Linked DNA regions of Mus musculus: region 2 is linked to region 1. Evidence: chromatin contacts called from public promoter capture Hi-C data. All regions are on one chromosome and are shown on one strand. The core of a region is the stretch at or near the end of the contact, and the rest is flanking DNA. Distances in the headings are between cores, read along the strand shown.

What was found. Capture Hi-C pulls out chosen DNA fragments and counts their contacts.
Region 2: a promoter capture Hi-C map of adipose tissue shows a contact between it and region 1. The contact joins the promoter of Septin3 here to the promoter of Ccdc134 in region 1. A contact is called at or near these places in 4 of 39 promoter capture datasets (embryonic stem cells, fetal liver, liver and 1 more), 3 of 15 datasets of contacts at CTCF or cohesin (embryonic stem cells, large pre-B cells and pro-B cells), 2 of 484 Hi-C or Micro-C datasets (the N1E-115 cell line and brown adipocytes), 2 of 115 datasets of contacts at active chromatin or transcription factors (embryonic stem cells and large pre-B cells) and 3 of 9 other capture datasets (adipose tissue, liver and pancreatic islet).

The regions. Positions count from the first base shown.
Region 1 is chr15:82,124,974-82,132,147 of GRCm38.p6, forward strand. It overlaps Ccdc134 (coiled-coil domain containing 134), which reads left to right and starts at 2,949. Exons shown (of 7, transcript NM_172428.2): 1 at 2,949-3,076; 2 at 5,079-5,197; 3 at 6,451-6,572; 4 at 6,772-6,856. The coding sequence starts at 5,095. Mei1 (meiotic double-stranded break formation protein 1) reads left to right here. Exons shown (of 31, transcript NM_028897.3): 29 at 1-8; 30 at 180-292; 31 at 1,641-1,841. The coding sequence ends at 1,686.
Region 2 is chr15:82,267,282-82,274,320 of GRCm38.p6, forward strand. It overlaps Septin3 (septin 3), which reads left to right and starts at 1,521. Exons shown (of 12, transcript NM_001368785.1): 1 at 1,521-1,786; 2 at 4,152-5,584. The coding sequence starts at 4,171. Gm52180 (a long non-coding RNA gene) reads right to left here. Exons shown (of 3, transcript XR_003951511.1): 2 at 5,063-5,340.

The DNA.
Region 1 (7,174 bases), core at 1,699-4,198:
TCCTGCAGGTGAGTGGAAAGAGGGTACTGTGTAGCTAGCTGTATGAGGCCAGGCCCTCAGGACCATCTTCTCTGCAGAAGGTGGAAGCTCTGGCCACTGAAGCCACTGGGAAATCAAAAGAATATGGGAGGTGAGGGACAGTTAGAAAGGGCATAACTTTCCTGTCCCTTCTTCTTCAGGTCCAGAGCATGGGTCTCCTAAATGACCAACACATGACCCAGACCTTGCAATCATCTTTGGAAGGCCTTTGCTCCCGCACCTTCCCAGCCCAGCCACTCTTTCAAGACATGCTGTATCCTTTCTTGCCCTGGGGCCTTTGGCCTGGGCAACATCACCAAAGCCACAGAGATATGTAGCAGTATTGTCTTAGTCAGGTTTCTATTCCTGCACAAACATCATGACCAAGAAGCAAGTTGGGGAGGAAAGGGTTTATTCAGCTTCCATACTGCTGTTCACCACCAAAGGAAGTCAGGACAGGAACTCAAGCAGGTCAGGAAGCAGGAGCTGATGCAGAGGCCATGGAGGGATGTTACTTACTGGCTTGCTCAGCTTGCTCTCTTATAGAACCCATCTTATAGAAGATTGCCGGCCCAGGAATGGCAGGCACCACCCAAAATGGGCCCTCCCCCCTTGATCACTTCTCAGCCTTATTGCTGGATCTCATGGAGGCATTTCCTCACCTGAAGCTCCTTTCTCTGTGATAACTCCAGGTGTATCAAGTTGACACAAAAAATCAGCCAGTACTCAGCCCAAGTAAGGAGCAGTAGTGGTTGGTAAGTCCCTAAAAAGGCCTAGGTTGAGACCAGTCATGACAGCACATGTCTGTATATCCCAGCACTTAGGAAGCTGAGAATATTATAGTGCTGGTGTGTGTGTGTGTGTGTGTGTAGGAGAACTTCCTTTTTTTTTCAATCCTAGTTTATTTATTTATTTATTATTTATTATATGTAAGTATACTGTAGCTGTCTTCAGACACCCCAGAAGAGGGTGTCAGATCTCATTATGGATGGTTGTGAGCCACCATGTGGCTGTGGGATTTGAACTCAGGACCTCTGGAAGAGCTGTCAGTGCTCTTAACCACTGAGCCATCTCTCCAGCCCAAGAACTTCCTTTTTAAAAAGATTTTATTATTTTTATGTACATGAGTACACTGTAGCTGTATTGATGGTTGTGAGCCATCATGTGGTGGCTGGGAATGAAGGTTGCCCACTCTGGTGGGCCTGGCTTGCTCCAGCCTCAAGATTTATTTATTATCTAAGTACACTGTAGCTGTCTTCAGATGCACCAGAAGAGGGCATCAGATCTCATTACGAATGGTTGTGAGCCACCATGTGGTTGTGGGATTTGAACTCAGGACTTTTGGAAGAGCAGTCAGTGCTCTTAACTGCTGAGCCATCTCTCCGGCCCCAGAGGAGAACTTCTTAGCCCTACTGGCTACTCCCCTGGCTATCTTCTCTTTTCATGGAACAGTTCTCTGTTATATGCCAACTGCTGGTCCCAGTTTTGGAGTCCGTGCCACCAATATTAGAAGTATTCATACTCTTCTCTGACCATTGCTACCCTTCTGGGGTTCTGTGATATCCCTCCCCTCCCCCTTCAGCTCTGTTTCTCTTTTATTCTCCTCTCATGATTCACGCCAGCTGCCTCGGAGGTGTGTCTGTTTCCCAGGCTCACATCAGAGGCTGAGCCTCAGGACATAAAGGCCCAGAAACAGAAAACAATGAGACCTGCAGACAAATTCCGGGCATAATGGTTGAGGGGGAAAACAATATCAAGCCTCTCTCTGGAGCTATTTTACACCACAGTGGAAATGGAATTGGGAAATAAAATAATGCATTAACATTCCTGTGTGCACTTTCACTCTGAGCTCATCTTCCTGGAACTTGTTCCTCAGCTACACAGCTGGACACTGGCTTGTTTCCGCAAATGATGGAGACAGACTGGAGAGTGAGAGCATTTAAGGAGCATGTGCACCAGGCAGTAGTGGCACACGCCTTTAATCCCAGAACTTGGGAGGCAGAGGCAGGCGGATTTCTGAGTTCAAGGCCAGCCTGGTCTACAGAGTGAGTTCCAGGACAGCCAGGGCTATACAGAGAAACCCTGTCTCAGAAAACCAAGGGTTGGGGCCTGAGCATGTGCAAAGTGCTTCATAGTTGTACATAGAGAACATGAAGAACCCCTGAGCTGGGAAGGCCCCAACATCAAGGGCCCCAAGCCTTGTGGTTGGACTTTGGAGAAGCACTTCACCTCAAGTGGACATGGGAAGAGGTACAAATCTCAGGGGGGAATAAAATCAAACCCACTTCAGCCTCTCTGGCTCAAGCCTTTTCTATACTCACGTGGGCAATGGTCATTTAACGTCTACCATCGCCGGCTACTGGCAGAAAACTCTGCCCGCACCTGTTTGTATATCAGCCCAGCCTGGGCTTTGCGTCCTAACTGGCCACTCCGCCGGTCTTCCCCGGATCTAGCTGTCCTGACACCCTCAATCCCTACCCCGGAGCAAAACAGAATGTCTACGAACAGAGGAAGAACTCTGGTTTAGAAATCAGTGAACTGGATGGACAAGTCGGGGTTGCCCGTGCTCCGCACTACCATAGGTTATGCTGGTTCCTTAAAAAGTTCTTTGGATCTTGCGAGCTGAGGTTTAAAATAGACTCAGATGAGACATCAGGCACTACGCTAAAAGCGCCGGGCAGCAAGGGTTTCGGGCCGCGGTTTGCTGACGCGCTTTCAGCAGGGTAAGGGCCCCATCGTAGCTTAACTTCCTCCAACTCCACCAGAACCGAGATCATCAGCGTGCCGGGCGACGGCTTCTCCCAGGACCACGCCGTGGCTGACAGCTGCAGCGACACGCGCCAGAGCACAGCGGGGCGGGGCCGGAAGTGAGGTCAGCGGAGCGCGGCGTTCGCGGCCCGGTCTCATTGGTCAGGAGCAGCGCAGTAGGTGGGCCGGCCGCTTGTCGGTCTCCTAGCACTGCTGGCCGGTTGCTGTAGAGTTCCGCGCCTTGCCAGAGTTGGGTGCTTCCGGCTGCTCGCCAAGGGGCTGCTCCCTTCTCCCTGCACCGCCGGCCGGGGTAGGTAGTGGTGGGGGTGCCGGACTGTACTGTAGGCTTCTTGGGAGGGGAGTGCGGAGCCCCCCGCACTGCGTACGGGTTCGGGACTCGGACACCTAGAAAGGCTCGCTTGCCCCTCCGAAGCTCCAAGGCGCGGAACCAAAACCCCCGCCCGGCCACTACCACAGGCTCTACAAGACGAGTTCGGAGTCGCTTGCCGAGTCTGAAAGAGCGCTGGGGACGCTTGGGACAGAAGCGAGATTTAGAGGCCGAAGAGTAGAGTATCAGTCATGAAAACCAGACCTGTCCCCCGCGGTCCGCTACTTTGCTTTCCCACGTTTGTCCTGCTTGAGTTATCCTAGGTTGTCTGGTAAATTTGTTTCCCTAAGTTTTGCTGTGGCCTGGTTCAAGTTCGCTTGGGTTCTGGAACATGAGACGGAAGGTGGACGGTCCTGGATAATCTTTGTTCTGTAGATTTCTGCTGTCCCGGCTCCGTGGGGGCAGGGGTTCTCCTAAGGATCTCTCCCAGAGCATCTCAAATTCTGGGTGGGGGTGTGGCCAGCTTTGATATGAGATGCCCTGTGCTTATTTAGAGACAAGACACAGTGCACTGAACTGAGAGTAAGACTCCTGGCTCAGCCTAGGAACAGCTGTAAGACTCTGAATAGTAACTTTTTTTTTTTTGTCCCCCAGTTTCCACATTAGTAAAACAGGGTATCTTTCATCTGAGTATGAGGCCTCTGTTGACTGTCATTTTCCACCCTAGTCTATCCATTTTGGAATTTTAGACAAGGCCTAGATTACTCTCAAACTTAAGGACATTCTCCAGCCTCAACCTCCCAAGTGGTGGGATTAAAGTTATGAGCCACTACTCCCAGCCCCCACATATTAATGTTTCACTTGACCAAATTCTTCTTATCCTTAAAAAAAAAAAAAAAAACAGAGCCAACTGTGTGTGTGTGTGTGTGTGTGTTCCATGTACACCTCAGTATGTGTATGCAGAGGACAGAGATCAATACCAGGTATCTTTAATTGTTCTCTTCCCTATTCGTTGAGACAGGACCTTTTACTGAACCTGGAGCTCCTAGATTCAGCTGGACTAGCTGGCCAGCAAGCTCCAGGAATAGTTGAGTCCCCAACTCCTCAGATCTAGGAGCACAAGCATGCGTTGCACCCAGCTTACTCATGATACTGGGGATCAGACTCGGGCCCTGGTTCGAACTTCACCAACCGAATCCTTTTATGCTTGTATGTTGGTTGATTGTCTCGTACCCATTCAAGCGATAAGGTACAAGTTCAGGGAGTTTGGTTTGCCATACTTCCTGGGTATGTGTTCTCAGCTCTAGAACTGCGTGGAACATTGCTTGAGCAGTAATGGTTGGGCTGTTGTTGGAATTAGGGACAGATGCTGCACATGTAGTTCCCGGGTGAATGGGTACAGTCTCCAAGTCTTCCCTGCTTCCCTTCTCATGCTGTGTCCCTTCTTTCTGATGTCAGAAGAAGTTGGAGGAGGAGGGAAGCCATACAAGCCTTACATACCTTCTCACTGCCTGAGACTCCTTGGCTGATACCCTCTTAGAAGGCTAGGACAGGGATTTGAAAAGAACCTTAATGCCCAGTCAGCCCCGTTCTCCAGACATAGTACATTGTTCAGACCTGTCGCTCTGCATCAGGAAGGGGACCTCCTATGCCCGATTTTATAGGAAGCTATATTAAGCTATAAGACCTTCCCTGGCTTAGAGAACTGGAGTGCTTGCCCAGGAACAAGGCAGATGTAGTCAGGACTCTAACCTAGAGCTTTAGCCTCAGTCCCTATCCAGTGTTGTAAGACTGGCTAAAGTGTCTCTTCCTTTCTTCTGCAATCCTATAAGCCTGTCTAGTGTGCCTGCTAGTCATTAGTCCTGGCTAGATCTTCAGGGCTCCCTAGAGCTGGATGCTTGGTATTTGGAGGCTGGGCCATGTCTGGGGAGGTATGTTTTCCCTGAACTCACCCCCTGCCCCTATCTTTGGGTTATTCCTCTAGCTCCAGAATCTCAGATATGGACCTTCTTCAGTTCCTGGCAGCCTTCTCTGTCCTCCTGTGGCCTGGCACGGAAGTCACAGGCGCCCTGAAGAGCACTCTGGACCCGAGCCTCAAGATTTGTATCTCTTCGGGGCTTTGGTGGGATGTGAATTCACTGTCTCCGAAGGGCTGGTGAACGAGGTCCCTCGGTGTCCATAACTCCTTGCAGGGCTTCCAGGGCTGAGCAGACGGAGTTAGTAAGAATAGGAGGAAGGAGGAAACACACTCTGCCCATACTGAGCATGTCGGCTTTCTCCCGAGCCTGCTCCCCATGTTAACTGACATTTAGACCCATTTCTCAGATCTGCGAAGGCTTAAGACTGTATGTGTGTGGTACCTGGCTAAGACCTCACACAGGACCTCCAGAACTTTGGGTTGCTAGCTTATCTTGTCTGGTCCTCTGGGCCTTGGTGACCCAAAGATGAGACAAGACCATCTCTGGTTTTGAGGCATCTATAGAACCAAAAAGTATGTGTATTAGTTACTGTTTTGTTGCTTTGAAGAGAAAGAAACCATGACCAAGGTCGCTTATAAAAAGAAAGCCTTTGGTTGGGGGCTTGCTGGTAGCTCCAGAGGGTTGGTTCTTGATCATTGTGGTGGGAAGCGTGGCAGCAGGAAGGCAGCGTTAGCGCTGGAGCAGCAGCTGAGAGATTACATCCAGATCTGTAAAGGGGGGGTGAGGGGTAGTCAGAGAGAGACTGGGCCTGGTGTGGGTTCTGAAACCTCAAAGCCCTCCCCCGCCCAGTCTCACACCACTAACAAAGCCACACCTCCTAACCCTGTCGCTCCCTCACTGAACACTGTCCCCTTTAGAGAACCTCTACCCATCTTCCCATGCTGAAGCCCCGTCCTGCTGTGAGCTGCCCTGCTTCCTGATGCATCTGGGAATGAAACATTTAAATACACCACAGCATCCACACAGATGGCCTTTGTTCCTCTGCTCAGAGGCTCTGATGGATACAGGAGTCTTGGGATATGCACCTACTGAGCAAGGTCTCGAGAACTGAAACTCCAGGAGAATGGTGGGGGCATGTCTGGCCGACGCTACAGTTGAAACAGGTTGCTGGAGGTTCTGGAGCAGTGAGTGATTGTGGAAGATGACAGGGAGATAGAGGGAGATAGGGCAGGTGCCTGGTTTTGGAGTGTTGGGCTTGTTCTCTTTTCTGTGTGTAGAGTCTTTGAGATCTAGAGAAATGGTACATTACAGGACCTACGTATGCCCCAGCCATGACCCTCCAATGCTTTGGAGGCATAGGTTAGGAATGTGTGGGCCCTCGGAGACAGGACCATTGTACTGGCTTTTGTGCTAGCCCCTTAACTTACAGCTGCTAAGACAAGAAGATGTTTGAGGTGAAGCGGCGAGAGCAGCTGTTGGCACTGAAGAACCTGGCGCAGCTGAATGACATCCACCAGCAGTACAAGATCCTGGATGTCATGCTTAAGGGACTCTTCAAGGTGTGTCAGGAAGCAGGGCAGCTCGCAGCAGGACAGGGCTTCAGTTGGAGCACAGAGGAAGGGTTCTCTAAAGGGGACAGTGTTCATCGAGGGAGTGACCCATATGTAGAAGGGTTGGAGTGGGATTCAGGTAACGGGGGCCGGAACTAAGTTGTGAAGATCTCCACACAGCCACTTAGCCAAGATGGGGTTCCTTCAGGTGCTGGAGGACTCCCGCACAGTGCTCATTGCTGCCGATGTGCTTCCAGACGGGCCGGTCCCCCAGGATGAGAAGCTGAAGGATGGTATGGTCTCCCCAACACCGCCCTTGGCTCCCTACTCCCTGCTATTCTCTAGCTGCTCCTTCTATGTTCTCATCACTCATCCCCTCGGCATATTCTTGTGTGATACCTGAGTCATGGGCCCGGCGTGGATAAGGGCCCAGCGTGGCTCTCTAATCATTTCTAGGTTTCAGAACCAGTTTCTCTGTCCTTAGCAGGTATTCCTTTCTTTTATTTTTGGGTTTTTTCTTTCTTTTTTTGGTTTTTTGAGACAGGGTTTCTCTGTGTAGCCCTGGCTGTCCTGGAACTCACTTTGTAGACCAGGCTGGCCTCGGCAGCAGG
Region 2 (7,039 bases), core at 271-2,770, 140 kb after region 1:
TCAGCTGCTGTCTGGAGTTTCAGAAGAAGACTAAGGGAGATCTGACTTGGGAGTAGGGTAACACATTTCTAACAATTTCTGAATACAGGCCATTTGCTATTATTTTAATTTATGCAAAATGGCAGTCTGAGCATTGCCAATGATACAATCAAAATATCCATCAGTTCTAGGAAAAAACCCACTGAAACAGCTAAGATTTAGTTTCATAAAAACAAACGAACATCTCTACCTCATTAATATGCAAATTTGCCTTTGTCTTTAACAAATGGTAAACTTTTACGTGTACCAAAGAATTATTTTAAAATAAATTTCTTTTTTTCAAATTAATGTTATCTATTTGGTGTTATTCTGTTTTGTTGTTTCTGTGGCTCTGGGGACTGAACTCAGAGTTTTATGCACGTCAGCCGGGAGCTCTGTCACTATACCAATCCCCAGGCAAAATGGATCAATTCCTTTGAATTATTCTCAGTAAGTACTCGATGTATAGGACTGTATTCTATACCTATATACATGACGCTGAGTACAAATGTCTCGGCTACAGCGGCTGCAGATAGAAAAAATGACAAGAGGTTTGCTCAGAGATGGTCAGTCAACCCTGGAGGGAAAGGAGGCAGACCAGCAGGCGAAAGACAGAGATGGATGGGACGCGGGTCTTGCTCTGAAAGGAGGGAGGCGGGGTGGATTCTAGATCTTCAGGCTGGAAGAAATCACTTCAGGGCATCTAATCTCTAACTGAGAAGACAGCTGAGAACTAGGAGGGTTTTGTTATTGTTGTTAGGTTTGGTTTTTTTGTTTGCTTGTTTTTTTCCGGGACAGGATTTCTGTGTAAAGCCCTGGCTGTTCTGGAACTTACTGATACCGGCCTCTACCTCCTAGTGCTGGGATTAAAAGTGTGTGCCACCACCTCCTGGCCTATTGGACAGGAGTCTTATAATGAGTGGTCAGGCAAGGAGAACCCAGGGCCCCTGACTTCAGCCCCACCCAGCTGCTTGATCTCCAGGAGGTAATAAGGCAGTGTAGGCCCTACAGAGCCGGCTCCCCAGGGTGTCCAGGCTGATTTTGCCACCTCTTTCTTTTCTCAGGGCCTCAAAACATGTAGGGAGGGGAAAGAACTCAGACAGCGCCCCTCCCCCTCCACTGTGATTGCTTGCAGGTTGCCTGGTAACCAGGGCATAGCCAGCTATGGCAACCTAAGGCTCAGAGGGATGAGAATGGGATGAGAAGAGAAGAGGATCCTGGGCCCACACGTTCATCATTCAGTCACTGTGAGAAACATGCTGAGTGATTCTTGTTAGGCCCTGGGACCCAGAGAAGGATAAGATCTGCGTCTTTCAGGACTTTGCTGTCCAATATGGTAGATGGACATTCAAATGAAATAAAATTGAAAAAAAAAATCCAGGTCCTTGGTCATCATAGAATAGTGGTAAGTGCTCGGGAGCCGCCTGTGGCTGGTGGCTATTTTATTGGACAGTGGACACATAGAACATTTCCATTATCACAGAAAGTTCTATTGGCCGGCCAGAAGCTCACTCGCCAAGGCGAGCAGCTCACAGGAAAGCAGGCCAGAGCCCCCAGTGTTGTGGGGTATGGCAGAAAGGAAGTGGCAAGATGATGGGTCGAGGACATGCCAAGAGAACGTTGGGCTTGGCTCCTGGCTCAGAGTGAGTGTTTAGGGCACGTCTGTGGCCTGCACTCTGTGGCTGAGATGCTGTGCCCATCTGCTTACGGGCCTGGCTTTGGCAGAAGACTCTGAGTTTCTCCAGCCTGGCTCAGTCCCTGGCACAGAGTAAGTACCCAGCCAATGGCGTCTCTTCCCACCACGGTCCTTCTCATACTATCATGTGACAGAGCAGCCTGGTGCTGGGGAACCCAGGAAAAGGTTCTTAGCCCAGTGGCCACAGGCTGCTGAGGATCTGCCTCACCAGAGACAGCTGGGGTAGGTCTGTGGATTTCTTTGAGGTCTGGCCCGGGGCTGGCTAGCTTCATACCCCGAGTCTTACTTAGCAGAGGATCTGTCTGAAGCAGGATGGGTCTCAGAGAATGGATTTGAAGGGTACAGTTGTATACACAGAAATCCCAACATGAAGCACAACCGCAGGAGCATGGACACAGATGGCCCTGGGGTCAGCAAAGTCTTAGGTGGTTGCAGAGGGAAAGTGGGAGGGCATGAGACAAACAGGGACATCACCGTTGGAGTAGCTCAGTTCTCTCTTACTGGTGACACTTCTCAAGGGTCCAGTCTTGGAGACAAGGACACATGGGTTATGTGCCATCCCCTCCCTAGGTGGCTCTGCGCGTATAGGGCAGCTCAGCTGGCTGACGCCCATAGCTCTGTAGGATTCCAGAGACTCAGAGCAGCCATTCACTGCCACCCACTCTCAAGAGGCCAGAGCCTCCCTGCCCGGAGCCCAGTCCAGCGAGAGGGACAGGTCAGGGGAGAACTGGGCCCTCAGCTAGTGGACTATGATCAGGAGGCTTAGTGAAAGCTCAAGAGAGGACCCAGAGAAGAGAGGTCTCTGAGCCCGGCCACATGGCTAGCCTCTGGGTGCAGAGGAGTGGGTGGGGTCTGCAAGAGGTCAGCTTCCTTGACTGAAAACCACCGGCTTCTTTTCTGTCTTCTGATCCAGGTAGGTGTGCCTGCCTGTTTGTGTGTGTGTGTGTGTGTGTGTGTGTGTGTGGGTATGTGGGGAGGGTAGAACCAAGGTGTTCACAGGACACGGGGCTCACTGAGGAGGCAAGGATCTAGTGACACAAGAACAAGGTGACCTCAGGAGTTCTGGTCCTTGGGTCTGTGGCTAAGCGAAGGGTGAACACGGTGTGCCCAGGTGCATGTGGTGGGAACAGTGGGCAAGAGAGGTCAGGGCGGCAGGGATATGCCTAATGGAGAAGAGGCAGAGAGGCTGGACAGTTGAGAGAAATACATGGCCAGAGATGATAGGCTAAAGCCATCCCTTAAGGCAGAACAAGAGCCCCCTTGCATCCTGCTTCTCCTGTTCCAAACTTCAGAGAGACGGATGCGATACCACTCTCTACTGGCAGCCCTCACCTCCCCCGCCTCTCCCCTGCCCTCCCCCCCCCCCCCCCGGCCAGTCTTGGCCTGTGGTGTTGAAAGTAATGGAGATAACTTTGTCCCAGAGGCAGCACCAGTCAGCCCCCTGGGGACCCTGGAGACCACCTTGGGGAGTATGGTTCGACTACCTGTCAACCTGTCACCTGTCAACACTGGATCATCGAGCTGGGGACCCCCTTTTCTCTCAACTCCCTGCCCCCAGGCAGCCTTTTCCAACCTCATCCCTGACCCACTGCCCAGACCTCAGAGTCCTTCAGTCACGCCCCACGGATCCAGTACTCTCAGATCCGTTCCCAACATTTCCCCTTTCAAGCTGTCTTTGAAATGGTTGTTCCTAAGAGCAGCGAGCATCAAGTTATCTTGCAGGACCCGAACAGCTTTGCAGCCTCTCCTGGACCCTGTTCACCTTCAGCCTTATCTCTACTCTGCCAAGCAGAGCCTGGAAGTCCTGTGCTGGGGCTTTCAAAAGGAGGCTCTCCCTTCTCATCTGTGGGCTGTCCTTAGGAGCTGCCTGATGCCAGGCACAGTTTCCTTCAGCTGACATCCACCCTATTCAGGCTTCCCCCAAATGTCTCTCACCAGCAATACTCCAGCTCAGGGGCTCTTTCCTAGTGGGGTGCAGGGACTCCCGGTTCAGACTCTGTTCTCAGGCCACCTGGACATCCCACAGTCTCTGACCCAGATACCTGGACTCTTGTTTTCATTGCTATGGTGGTTTCTGCAAGAGACAGGCAAGATTGCCTTCCTCCAGAGTCCTTGAATTCATATGTAACCTCCACAGAGCTGTCCAGGGAGAGCATCCACCCTCCGGAACCAGGGAAAAGAGACAGCTAAACTCCATGCTGGGTTCTCTGATGTCAGGGGCAAGTTGTTTGATGGCAGTGCCTATAATGTGGCTGCAGACTGGGCAGCTGTATGAGGTGTGTGTCAATCTGCAGCAGGTGGAAGCTGTTGGGCCATAGGAAAACACAAACTCCCCTAAGGCCCTCACGCTAGGTTCCCTCAGGCTGGCAGCGCCACCTGCTGGTTGAGAGCTGAGACTTTGTCCTTGTCCCTCCCTCCTCCCTTGTGATTGCCTTAGGGAAAGCTGGACAGCCTGGATGAACCACGCCTTCGCACCTGCTCCTCCGGAGATGCAGCCACACAGGGCTCCAGGCCCCAGAACATCTTTCTCTCACAGCCACATGCTGGGGCACCACACCCACCAAAAGCTCACTGCAGATGTGTCCCCCCTCATCCCTGTCATCAAGAAGACTGGGCGTTTGGATGCCTTCCCCCAAAGCAGTGTCCTAGAGAATTCCAAACAGCCAAGCATTAGATCCAGGGCCTGTAGTATGTCCCAACAGGGCACTGCCACGGGGTCCCTGAGTTCCATGCCTCCCAATAGCTTTATGCCCAGGAAACTCAGCTCTATTTCCTTAACAATACACCAGAATGTCCAAACGCGGCCCTTAGATGCCTCACTTTCTCATTGGGAAGAATTGCCCAGTTTGCACAAGGAGGCTGTCACCCACAGAGAAGGGAGGCTGTCTGCTTCAAGTTTGCCACTCATGGCTCATGTGCCACAGGTCAGGACCTCCTCTGAAGGCCATGGGAACCCAGAACTTACCAAAGCCAGCAGAACACCCACAGGGAATAAACCTCTGGTGTCTTCATGCCTGACTTTACCTTTCCAAGCTCAGTTCATTCAGAGTTCGTCAAGCCTCCCGGGGCCAGGTCCCATGGGACAAGTCCCTTCCAGAGCCTCTCCAGGAAGAGGCAAGTGCAGGCCCAGGGGTATTCCCAGATCCCGAGCATACCTCCAAAGGGCTACCTCGGCTGCAAATGTGTCTGTTGTGAGCACAAAACTAGATAAAGCCAGACATATAGGCACAGTGGCTCTCCACAGACCGGAATTGGCTATCAATATGCCTACACTAAACCAGTCCAGACTGGTCAGAAGCGCAGAGCTTCCTGTTCTGGATGCCAGGATGGACCTGGCCACCAACTTACCTGTAGTATCCAAGTCAGGAAAAGTGACAGACTCAATTGCAGCAGGCACAGCCAGGGATTTAGCTAGAGCAGTGACAACCAAGTCAGGCCAGGTTCCGAATTTGGTAACTGCAGCATCAGACAAGCAGGAAAGTGTCAAGCTTTTGACCACGGGGAACTCAAACGTGGCTTTGCCAACATCGGATGAGGCCAAGCAGGGCATAACCAGGTTGGACACAGTCAAAGCTTTGGCCAGAGCCACCGTAGGCAGGCCGGACACAATGACAGATTCTCCTGCACTGGAGACAAGCAGACTAGGTACAGCCATGGATTCAGTTGTGCTGGTCTGCCCAGACCCAGCCAGTAGTGAGACCAAGCCACACACTGTCAACAATGGGACTATCAGAGACACGGTTACCTATGCTACCTCTCCTCAAAAGCCGAGCAGAAGCACAGACCCAGCCCAGGACCATGGAGCTGTGGGTGCTTCCACAGACAGCCTCAAGGAACCCACCTCGCTGGACCTGGCCCCAGAACCCAAAGGTAAATGCAAGAGCTTGGTTGGGGGAAGATCTGCTGGTGGGTGAGCAGGGATGCATCCAGCTCACCAGGTTATGAAAGAGAGTGGGGGCTCTCTGGTCAGAATTGAATAGGTGGCAGAAAAGGGGGCAGGGGTTGAGGGGCTGAAGGACACTGTCAGGAGGAAGGCTCACAGCTGAGGATATGCTAAGTCCCCTTCTTGACCAGGATCTATGCTTGCTGCTGCCGCTGCTGCTGCTGCTGCTGCTGCTGCTTCTTCTTCTTCTTCTTCTTCTTCTTCTTCTTCTTCTTCTTCTTCTTCTTCTTCTTCTTCTTCTTCTTCTTCCTCCCCTTCCTCCTCCTCCTCCTCCTCTTTTTTTTTTTTTTTGAGACAGGGTTTCTCTGTATACCCCTGGCTGTCCTGGAACTCACTTTGTAGACCAGGCTGGCCTCAAACTTAGAAATCCGCCTGCCTCTGCCTCCTGAGTGCTGGGATTAAAGGCATGCACCACCACGCCTGGCTCTATGCTTGTTTCTTAGTTCTCTAAAAAGTCAGGATAATTGGGTGATTTGTAGATGATTCCAGCTTTAAGGAAAGTCTATCTGAGCTCGAGGCCTCCCTGGTCTACAGAGCAGGTTCTGGGATGGCTAGTGCTACACAGAGAAACCCTCTCTGGACATCTCCCCACCCACCCCGCAAAAAAAGGCTAATGAGCAAAAACACAGAATTGCTACTTAAAAGGAATGTCAGTGACTGGGAGGTAAAGGTGGAAGGATAACGTTCACAGCCAGCCTTACCTGGAAGTCTTGGCTCCAGCTCTTTAAAGTTGGAGGTGTGTGTGTGTGTGTGTGTGTGTGTAAATCCTATACATGTCTATAAACAGGTCAGCACAAGGGCTAGAAATTCTATGGATGTCTCAGCTCAGATTCTGGGTCAGGAGAAAGGCTTGGGAAATATCCAGTCCAATTCGTGAGCTGAGTCCTCGGCTCGTCAGAGCCTCTCCTATCCCACTGTGCATGCGGCCTCCGTTTTCACTCTTTGCGGTGTAACCCCAGCTCTCCAGCTTCAGCTCAGCTCTCTCTCCTGAACTCTGCTGGACTACTCCCCCTGGGTATCTCCAGGACATGTCCAGAGGCAGGGAGCCCTTTTCTTCTAGAACCAGCTGCTGCCCTCCCCCATCTTGCTCAGCTGCAGGAACCATGGTGATGGGATTCCCAGGTAACCAGTCTTCCTCATTTTCTTCTCCATCCCATTCAGTCTATTCCCAATTTGACTTATGTACCGTCTCTGTCCTTGACCATGTTGCTGTCCTGGAACTCACTATAACTATGTAGATTAGGCTGGTTTCAAACACCATATATGTGTAAACTGTACATACAAATATACATATATAGTTTCTATGCAGCCCTGGCTGTCCTGGAACTATGTATGTAGATTAGGCTGGTTTCAACCCACAGAGCGCTCTAACCTCTGCTGGG